3 separate regions of the Mus musculus genome follow, and regions 1 and 2 are each linked to region 3. A link is a contact called in public Micro-C and promoter capture Hi-C data. All regions are on one chromosome and are shown on one strand. The core of a region is the stretch at or near the end of the contact, and the rest is flanking DNA. Distances in the headings are between cores, read along the strand shown.

What was found. A called contact is a pair of places that touch in the nucleus more often than the background predicts. Capture Hi-C pulls out chosen DNA fragments and counts their contacts.
Region 1: a promoter capture Hi-C map of adipose tissue shows a contact between it and region 3. The contact joins two enhancer-like sites. A contact is called at or near these places in 1 of 15 datasets of contacts at CTCF or cohesin (large pre-B cells), 16 of 484 Hi-C or Micro-C datasets (Th2 cells, bone marrow-derived macrophages, embryonic fibroblasts and 8 more), 7 of 115 datasets of contacts at active chromatin or transcription factors (embryonic basal ganglia, embryonic stem cells and stem cell-derived neural progenitor cells) and 1 of 9 other capture datasets (adipose tissue).
Region 2: a Micro-C map of embryonic stem cells shows a contact between it and region 3, with 2.3 times the contacts expected there. The contact joins two enhancer-like sites. A contact is called at or near these places in 1 of 484 Hi-C or Micro-C datasets (embryonic stem cells), 2 of 115 datasets of contacts at active chromatin or transcription factors (both in embryonic stem cells) and 1 of 9 other capture datasets (embryonic stem cells).

The regions. Positions count from the first base shown.
Region 1 is chr2:59,525,710-59,528,866 of GRCm38.p6, forward strand. No RefSeq gene overlaps it. Among named protein-coding and RNA genes, the nearest start is that of Gm39831, 15 kb to the left of the region's middle. Within about 2 kb of position 1,387, at least 15 of the 459 cell types and tissues checked have an H3K27ac peak or open chromatin away from gene starts, as enhancers often do. A contact at or near this core is called in adipose tissue, where this site is marked.
Region 2 is chr2:60,266,222-60,269,271 of GRCm38.p6, forward strand. All of the region lies in intron 2 of Cd302 (CD302 antigen), which reads right to left. Among named protein-coding and RNA genes, the nearest start is that of Cd302, 17 kb to the right of the region's middle. Within about 2 kb of position 1,375, at least 38 of the 459 cell types and tissues checked have an H3K27ac peak or open chromatin away from gene starts, as enhancers often do. A contact at or near this core is called in embryonic stem cells, where this site is marked.
Region 3 is chr2:59,839,888-59,842,991 of GRCm38.p6, forward strand. It overlaps Tanc1 (tetratricopeptide repeat, ankyrin repeat and coiled-coil containing 1), which reads left to right. Exons shown (of 27, transcript NM_198294.3): 25 at 1,052-1,198; 26 at 2,123-2,223; 27 at 2,808-3,104. Among named protein-coding and RNA genes, the nearest start is that of Wdsub1, 41 kb to the right of the region's middle. Within about 2 kb of position 1,839, at least 96 of the 459 cell types and tissues checked have an H3K27ac peak or open chromatin away from gene starts, as enhancers often do. A contact at or near this core is called in adipose tissue and embryonic stem cells, where this site is marked.

The DNA.
Region 1 (3,157 bases), core at 137-2,636, 310 kb before region 3:
GCCGTCGGAGTCCCTGACCTGTGGATGCTGTGATCTGCCCCAGTGAAAGAGGTGTTGGTTATCAATTTCACCCTTTTAATTTTCTCTAGTTTTTACTTTGCTAGTCCAGTTTTTACTTTTGCAAGATCTGAGATGGCATTGGATCATGCAGGTGTTGGTAAGGTGAGAGAAACCCTTGAAAGCCTCCGGTGAATGCACCTGAAGTGGCATCTAATTTTCCACCCAAAGGGGCCACACTCACTACCTGAGAAAACCAGGAATGATGCAGAACTCCTGTCGCTCCTTTGGATTCTTTTCCTGCACGCACTCATTTCTATCATGAAGTCCTGGGCCATGGCTGCAGGTTGCTGAGAGCAGATGAAGAAAATTTCTGGGCCTCCTTCACTGTCTCCTTGGAAACTTCAAATTTAGTTTGCTGTGGCTACAACATTCCTCAGGTCGGGCGGTGGTGGCTCACGCCTTTAATCCCAGCACTTGAGAGACAGAGGCAGGCGGATTTTTGAGTTGGAGGCCAGCCTGGTCTACAGAGTGAGTTCCAGGACAGCCAGGGCTACACAGAGAAACCCTGTCTAGTAAAACAAAAACAAACAAACAAAAACAAAAAACAAAACAAGATTCCTCAGGTAACATGCCGAGACCTGCCAGGCCTCCTGAGAAGGAAGACTTCTACTACACCTCAAACCAGGTGTGTACTTCTAGAACATTCTTAGTACCACACACAGACACACAGACACACACACACACACACACACACACACACATTCTCTCTCTCTCTCTCACTCACACACACACACATCATCATCATCAAAACAAACCTCTCTGACTTCAGCTTCTGACCATGAATGTCCTTTTCTGGACTCTGGCTCTTGCCATCCCTGTAATAAGAATCTCTGTGGCTAACCTTGGCCGACCTGCATAATCAGGTATCCATGCATCTCAGGATCTTAAATCAGTCACATGACAACTACCTTGTGTGAGCTAGTTCATTCAGAGACTTCCAAGACCAAAAACAGAGGTGATTCCGTCAAACATAATCAGACCCTGCCAGGTTTTCTCAGCCTAGCCAATCCTGGAGTTCAGTGCCCCGACCCCAGCAGGTTTAAGCCTGGCCAGCTCTTCTAAGGCTCCAGGCTGCAATCAGTCCATGAGCTCCTGCCTGGCTTCACAGCATCGATGCAGCTTGGAGGCCTGAGCATCAGGAAGAGTTTTATAGGTCAGCGCAGGAATTTCAATCTCGGTGTCACGGACACAGTGGGTAAGCACAAAGGGAACACAGTTAAAATGTGCTTATACTTCGGCCAGCCCCCATTCTTTCCAAGGCCTGGCTTCTGAGGGTGTAGCTCCACGGGGGTGGAGCTGGTCCAATTTCATGCAGGACAATTCTGGGAATTCTAGGATGCTTAGCATCCCAGACCTTTGCTCTATAAAGTCTCGCCTCATCCTCCTCCCCACCAACCATTGTGACAATCAAAACAGACTCCCACGCACTTCCTAATGACCACTAGCAGGGCGGCATTGCCAAAAACCTCAGGCAGGACGATGCTTATCTGTGTAGTTGAAGGTCCTCAGGGAGAAACTGTTTCTTAGAACACAAACAAACACTTGGTCAGGTTTTAAATGCTGGGTCCCAAGTAAAACCCTAAACTCTGAGGGCTAAGGTGGCTCCTGGGGAGGTTTGTGGTGGGGGAAAAGGAGCTGTCAACTTCTCCATGATCCCCACTGCCAGCTTGATGACCTCAGTGAGAGTTCAAGGCCAGCCTGGACTACTTGAAACTGCACTTCAAAACAAAAACAAAACAAAAGCCAAGAGGTGCTCCCCACTCTTCTTGCTGATGGGTTGATGCTACGTTTCGATATGGTTTGTCCATTCTGAAACTCCTGTTGGAAATTTGGCTGCTACTGTGGGTGTCTCAGAAGGTGAAGGCTTTGATGCAATAGTTAGAGGAGAATTACAGCCTTTCCTGAGGGACTGAGTGTACGTTTGAGTGAGAAAGTTGTGATAAAGTGTACCCACACCCCGTGTTCCATCTCTTACACAGATTGCCCTTCGGTTCTCTGCTGTGTTCTGACCCACACACGTGGTCATGGATTCCAGAGTCACGAACTATACCCACCGCTACACTTTTTAAGTTACAAGGTCTCAGATGTTTTCTCATAGCAACAGGAAATGGTATATGATTGCGTGTAACTGATTTATCTTCTCTGATGGGGTTTTGTGGGGTTTTTTTAGAGCTTCCTCCATGGGAATCTTTGTCACAACTCACAGTACCTAAGAATGCTTTACATGGCCTGAGGTCATGGCCCCGCATCCCTATATCCTTGGCAATGTACATGTATGTCCTATGTACATACAGAGAGGATAAATATGTCTTTCCATGGAAAAGAGGGCAAAATCTGGAAGTCCATTTTTGTTCCATAGATGGTGTCCACGGCCTAACTTTGAAATATTATGCCTATCGCAGCTCAACACGGAGCTGAGCCTTCCATTGCAATATCCTGCTATGGTTACAGATTCAGAGAGCATTTCCAGGGCAAACAATGTAAGAGATGATGCTCAAGTGCTAAGAATCGCTGAGTCCCTGAGTTTTAGGTTTGTTTGTTTTGTTTTGTTTTGTTTTGTTTTTCTTTTATAACCCTGGCTGTCTCTGAACTTGATCTGTAGACCTGGCTGGCCTTAAACTCAGAGATTACCCCTGCCTATGCCTCCCAAGTGCTTGGATCAAAGGCATACACCATCACCACCCAGCAGGTTTTCATAGCTTTGACAAGAGTATTTAACTCGTGTGTGTGTGTGTGTGTGTGTGTGTGTGTGTGTTCGTCCCAATCTGTTTTCAAGCTGAATATTGGAGATAGTTCTTCAGATTCCCTTGCGCAGTAGAGCAGTTAACAAGGACTTTTTCTCCCAGTCAAAACTCTGGGAAGCTAGGCATGGCAGTACATGACCATAGTCCCAGCATTCAGGAGGCTGAGGCAGGAGGGTCATGACTTTAATTCCAGCCATGGTGACACAGTGATGCCCTATCTCAAAAGTAACATAATATAAATGGGTTCCTTTCTTCACAACTTAATGTCTTAAAGGCCAGAAGCCTGCTACGTTGTATCACTCTCTCCTCCAAAGGGCTTTTGGGACCCAAGTAACTTGCCGTTCATTTTGTGC
Region 2 (3,050 bases), core at 125-2,624, 430 kb after region 3:
TAACAAATCTCTTAAGGCTAGCGACATTGCTGTTCTGCTCAATTCCCAAGAAATAAACTGGGTATAATGGAAACTGTGTCTCCCCCCTACTCCTTGCCCCTGCTAAAAGCCAACATGTCAACACCATTTAATAGCTACCAACTTTTCCAGGGGGAATAAATGTATTTATGTACAATGTGGCCATGCAGTCTTGGTACACACACTTTTTTTTAATGATTTATTTTAATTTTATGTGCATTGGTGTTTTGGCTTCATGTATGTCTGTGTGATAGTGTTGGATCCCCGGGAACTGGAGTTACAGACAGTTGTGAGCTGCCATGTGGGTGCTGGGAATTGAACCTGGGTCCTCTGGAAGAGCAGCCAGTGCTCTTAACCACTGAGCCATTTCTCCAGCCCACTTTTAATCTCAGGTCTCAAGAGTCTGAAGCAGGAGGATCAAGCACTCCAGACCAGCCTATGTACAAAACCAGAGCCTGTCAAAACCACACCAAACTATGTGCTAGCTCAATAAAACTATATTTCCATTTATTCCTTTCTATAATGAATATGATTTTAATTAAATATAGGTAGAAAACGTTATAGTCTTTCAAAATGTTTTACTTGTGATTTTTCAGAAATTGTGCTTCTTATTTAATTTTTTTATGAGAGGGTTTATTATATTGGCTTATATGAAATTCTATAACGCCCATTTGCAAACTGGAGAGCTAAGGGGAGCTACTAGTGGCTAAGTACAAGATGCCTTAGAACAGGGCCTACATCTGGGGCTGAAAGACAAGAATACTCCTAACAATAGTGTGAGGCCCAGAGTCAGAGGCTGAAGAGGCTGCAATCAGGTCCAAGGGATGCAGCAACCACATCTGCTTTTGAAAGAAGAACGAGAGGGGGAGGACATGTGTCCCTCTGTCCTGTCTACTTACTTGCTCCAGCTGACTAGATAACACCTACTCACTCCAGGGCAGGCGCTTGCATACTGTTTGTGGATCCATAGGCTTCCCCCGACCCGTTCCATGTGGACACTCTCGTAAACATCCCCAGAAGTCATTTACCAACTATCCCGGGCACCCCTCAATCCAGTCAGGTTGATGACTGGAATCAGCCGTCATGGTGGGCATTTGTTTCTGTTTTCACACCCCACCCCACCCCCAGTGACATTGGGGACTGAAGTAGCCCTTATTTTTTGAGACAGGGTTTCACCATGACAGCTCACAACTGTCTGTTGGAACCCCTGGTCATCCTGCTTCTATTTTCTAATTGTTGGGATTATAGCTGGGCGTCACCACACCCAGACACTTCCTTGTCCCCTCCCCTTTACCCCCTTTCACTTTGTAACCTTGGTAGCCTGGATCTGCCTGCCTTTGCCACCAAGTGCAGGGATTAAAGGCAGGGAGGCCTCTCTAAGTAATGGAGTTGGGAGTTTCAAAAAAGTGTGATGAGGTAATCAGGTGGATTCTTAGTTCCACCACAGAAGAAAAAGCCCCTTTAAGGAACTCAAGGCCAGTCCCACCAGCTCATATTTCACCCTGAGGTCTGGTGGTTTTAGATTTAACTAAAGGAATGTCAAGACAACAAGAGGGTAACAGAAGCTTGTCTTTGGGACAGAGCCAGATACATGAGCTGTCTCTACTCCAAGCACACCTTTAACAGGACGGGTAAGCAGTTCACTGGTGGAGCACACACATGTGTGGGGACTTGGGCCTACAGAGAGAATTCCAGGACACCCAGGGCAGCAGGGGCAGGCTGGGGCAAGGGCACACTCAAGGAGACAGAAATTTTGTTGGGGTCCTCTGACAAATGCTTGTAATCTACTCAGGAGACTGAGGCAGGAGTTTAAGGCCAGGCTGGACAATGTGCATAATGAAAATCAGTCTTTAAAAAAAAAAGACATTTTGCTGAAAGTGTGAGATATGTCTGTGGTCCCAGCTACTGAAAGGCACTTACCTGCCTACTTAATCAGCGAGAGAGAGCCTGTGTCAAATATTACTTGTTAAATTTGAACTGTAGAGCTGAGATGCTCGAGTGGGTAAAATGTTTGCCTCACAAACATCAGGACTGAATTCAGATGACCAGAACTCACTGACATTGATGCCACAGCCCATGTACGAACTCACGGTGTCCCTGGGGCTAGACAGGAGGTAGAGACAGAAGCCTCCAGAAGCCCACAGCCAGCCGGCCCAGGCATCTGAAGCAGTGAATAACAAGAGACCCTGTCAAGCAAGATGGAAGGCAAGGACCCACTGCAGGCTGCCCTCAGTATTCAGCCACATCACTGACATGAACAACAGAGCTGCCTTGGGGGTGGGGGTGGGGATGGGGGGGTTGTGGGGCTTTTTGTCTGTTTGTTATTCTATAAAATCATTTAAACTTGTTACTGAAAGGAAATAAAACTGTAATTCATGTAATGTATGTTAAATAGCCCAAAGAGTTGTTTCTGAGCTTTGAAACCTGGGGCTGAGAACATAGCAGAACAGACCAGGACATGCCCGGGCAAGCCCATCGCCTCCCTAGCTCCCACCCCTCTGACCTAAGTTAAATGTTACAGGCTGCTGATGTTTAAATGGACCAATCATGTGAAACCTCGCCAATTCCTCCCCCAGCCCCACTCCTTTTCTATAAAAACCCCTAGCTTCCAAGCCTCGTGGTCGAATCCACTGTCTCCTGTTATGTGAGATACGTTTCGACCCGGAGCTCCGCCATTAAAAAACCTCTTGTTGTTACATCAAGGTGTTGTGTTCTATTCGTGATTCTTGGGTGCACGCCGAATCGGGAGCTGAGTGGAGGTTTCCCCACTGAGTTCTTTCATTACATGTTATGAAACTGGAATCCAAAGAGAACAATTTGCCAAGACATGTAATAAGCATTGACTTTGCATTTAGGAATCCTATAAAAGGAGGGGGGTGTTTGTTGTTTGTTTCTTTTACAGTAAGTTGGTATTGTCAGTAAATTGTACGGGGCCGTTAAGAGCCGAGTTGAGGATTAAGACAAGCTGATGAGGCTATCTCTGCCCCCTTAAAACCCATTCCTGCCGTACACACTTGTTCCGCTGTCTCTGC
Region 3 (3,104 bases), core at 589-3,088:
TGTGCTTCAGGCTCTGAGGTATGTGCAGGCTAGCCTGCTCACTGCTGGTTCAGAGGTAGTCATGGGTTATAGATGCACAGGCAAGGGAGTGTGGCTGTGCCCCAGGAAAACTGTAAATACACGCCTGTGAGTGGTGGGTGGCCACACCTGGGTTAGGTAGCTGGGTAGGTCATTTGCATAGATGACTATTCTTTCAAGAACCTGTAATTAGGTAGAATTAAGAGTATGGGGGAGGGACCCAAGCTTATGACTGCTTTAATCCTTTTCACTCCTGGGGAGATTTATTTGCTATGCTCTTGTTTCTTTTTTGTTGTTGGTTTTTTTTTTCATAGTAACAAATAACTAGGCATATAGCATGACCCAGCAGGGTTCCTGGCTTGAAGTCGGTTGGAAATTGAGTTCAGGGTGTATTCTGTTGTGGCTTTGAAGTGGTTTTAATATGGATTCTGCTAGGTAATTATGTCAGAAATATTAAGCCGTTTCCAGCAGGCAGCAGTTCCTGCTGTGCAAGGAGGCTGACAGAGCAAATGGATTCCTTTGGCCTTGAGAGTGGTGTGCTGTGTGTGGCTCTCATTTGTAAAGCCAATTCTTCGGTGCTTCTAAAAGAAAAATTACTATTCTACGTCAAGCTGCAGGTTTATCCATGAGGTTCTGGCTGCCTTAGAAACTACAACATTTTTTTTTCAATCCAGTGTCTATTATACTTGAAATTAAAATGTATTTCAGAGAAACATGGTTCTTGAAATAACAGTGAAATTAGATGTGATAAGATAACTGGATGCAGAAGGTGGAGACTTAGTGATTTTTTTTTGCAGTTCGCAAATACCTTCTTGCTGAGCCATCTTTTTCCTTGCTGTGTGACAACCTGTGAGGGCGATGTAGTCTGAGATCGTTCAGACTGCTCAGTGGCCTGGGTCCTACTAAAAAGACACCTAGCCATCCGGGTCCTTTTCATGCACTGTGAAGATTTTTACAGGGATGGCCTTCAGAATGGTGGTTCATCTTAGAGCCCCCTGGGAAAGAATAACTTTGTGTGATTTTTGATTCGTAGAAAGGGAAGATGAAGGAGGCAGCCCAGAGGTACCAGTATGCCTTGCGGAAGTTCCCTCGGGAAGGACTCGGAGAAGACATGAGGCCGTTCAATGAACTGAGAGTCTCCCTCTATCTCAATCTGTCGCGATGCCGAAGGAAAACAAACGTAAGCTGGGAGCTGTTGTCTGTCCCAGTTCTTTGGCAGTAGGTGAGGGCCAGGCCCTCGACCCAGTCTGGCGACTGACTGAGGTGCTGTGGGGGCTGCTGCTCTCAGGGACCTCTCATAGGTCACAGCCACTGTCCACCTCACCAGATGCTGATGGAAAGCACTCGGGTTGATAGAATGTGCTTAGGTTGCGTTTCCTTTGCTTCAGCAAAAGCAGCAAAGGCCAGCTGTGTCCGGTCCCCGCCAGCTGGGTCTGCCAGGGTTTTCAACAGTCGAGGACGCTTCCTTTCCACATTCAAGAAAAGTCCAAGACAAGTGTCCACACAGTTGACCTGTCTTGTGGTCCTTGGGTTTGCTTAGTAAATACTCCCAGTTTACAACCAGTAGTGGTCAACTTGTACTTTGTTAGTAGTAGACATTTTGTAGTTCTTCCTACTGATGTTTTGAACTTCGCCCCACTCCCTGTCCCACCCCCAGCTCCACCCCTACCCTTAGCCCCACCCCTAGCCCGCTCCCAGCCCCTCCCAGCCCCACTCCTAGCCCTAGCCCCACCCCCAACCTGCTCCCAGCCCCACCCCTACCCCAGCCCCGCCCCCAGCCCCACTCGTAGCCCTAGCCCCACCCCCAGCCTGCTCCCAGCCCCACCCCTACCCCAGCCCTGCTCCTAGCCCCAGGGCCTTCTGTGTGCAGCTGTGCTGCTTTCTCCTGAGCCATAATTGCTGCTTCTGAACTGGGTGCTTAAGGATAGTCATAAGCTCTGATTATGTATCTTAAACAAGTGTGGGGGAGTCGGGTAAGGGAATGTGCCTGCCCTGCCCCCAGGACCCCGCAGGGTCCCCATGCTCTGCTACCCTTAGGGCAGCGCTCTTAGAAGACAGCCCTTTCTCTCAGCGCTGCTTCTGACTTTTCAACTGTTGCTACCAGGACTTTGGTTTGGCAGAAGAATTTGCTTCAAAGGCTCTGGAATTGAAACCCAAATCCTACGAAGCCTTTTATGCCCGGGCGAGAGCAAAAAGGAACAGCAGGTACTGTCTGGGGTCACCCACGTGACTACTGGGGCATTTCTCTGGGAGGTCAAACCTGCTAGTTGAGTTTGAGGGTGTTTCCCTTCATCAGAGTTATTACACACTTCTCCTTCCTTTCAATAAAATCCAGTGGCTTCCAAGAGGCACGGCCATGGGCGTTACTTTTAGCGGCTAACGTTCATTTTCTTGACATTCTGGTATCTTGCCCACCGTACCAGAACACCCTCTGAGCTCTTGTCTCATATGAGACAGACAAAGAGGGGTGACAGAGGAGCAGAAGAGTTAGAAAGGGACATGAGGAGGGCCAGAGAGGGCCTCAAGCAGAAACCAGTGCTTAGAGGGACAGGATTCTGGCACCCTCTGCCCTGGTGTCTTTATAGATAGATCAGAGGCCCAGAGTCACCAAGCCCTGGGTTAGAGTACAGCACTGTTCTGTTGGCTCAGCAACTCTGGGCCAACCAGGACTTACCCAGCAAGTCCCTGGACCTCCCCCCTTTCCCTTTGAGGACAGCTAGCTTAAGGACAGTGCACCCAGAGCCTGCTCAGATGTGTCCTCTAATCTTATCTTATACTTTCATATGAAGGCAGTTCCTGGCAGCTCTGGCTGACCTGCAAGAGGCTGTGAAACTCTGTCCCAACAATCAGGAAATCAAGAGGCTCCTGGCCCGTGTTGAAGAAGAGTGCAAGCAACTCCAGAGGAACCAGCAGCAAAAGCAGCAGGGTCCCCCACCAGCTCCAGCCAATGACTCGGATAATGAGGAGGATGCGCCAGCCTCTAGTTTAAAGGACCACTTCCCCATTGAGGAGGCGGAAGAGGAAGACACCTCTTCACAGGAAGAGTCCATTTCCCCGACTCCCAGATCCCAGCCACCACCGTCTGT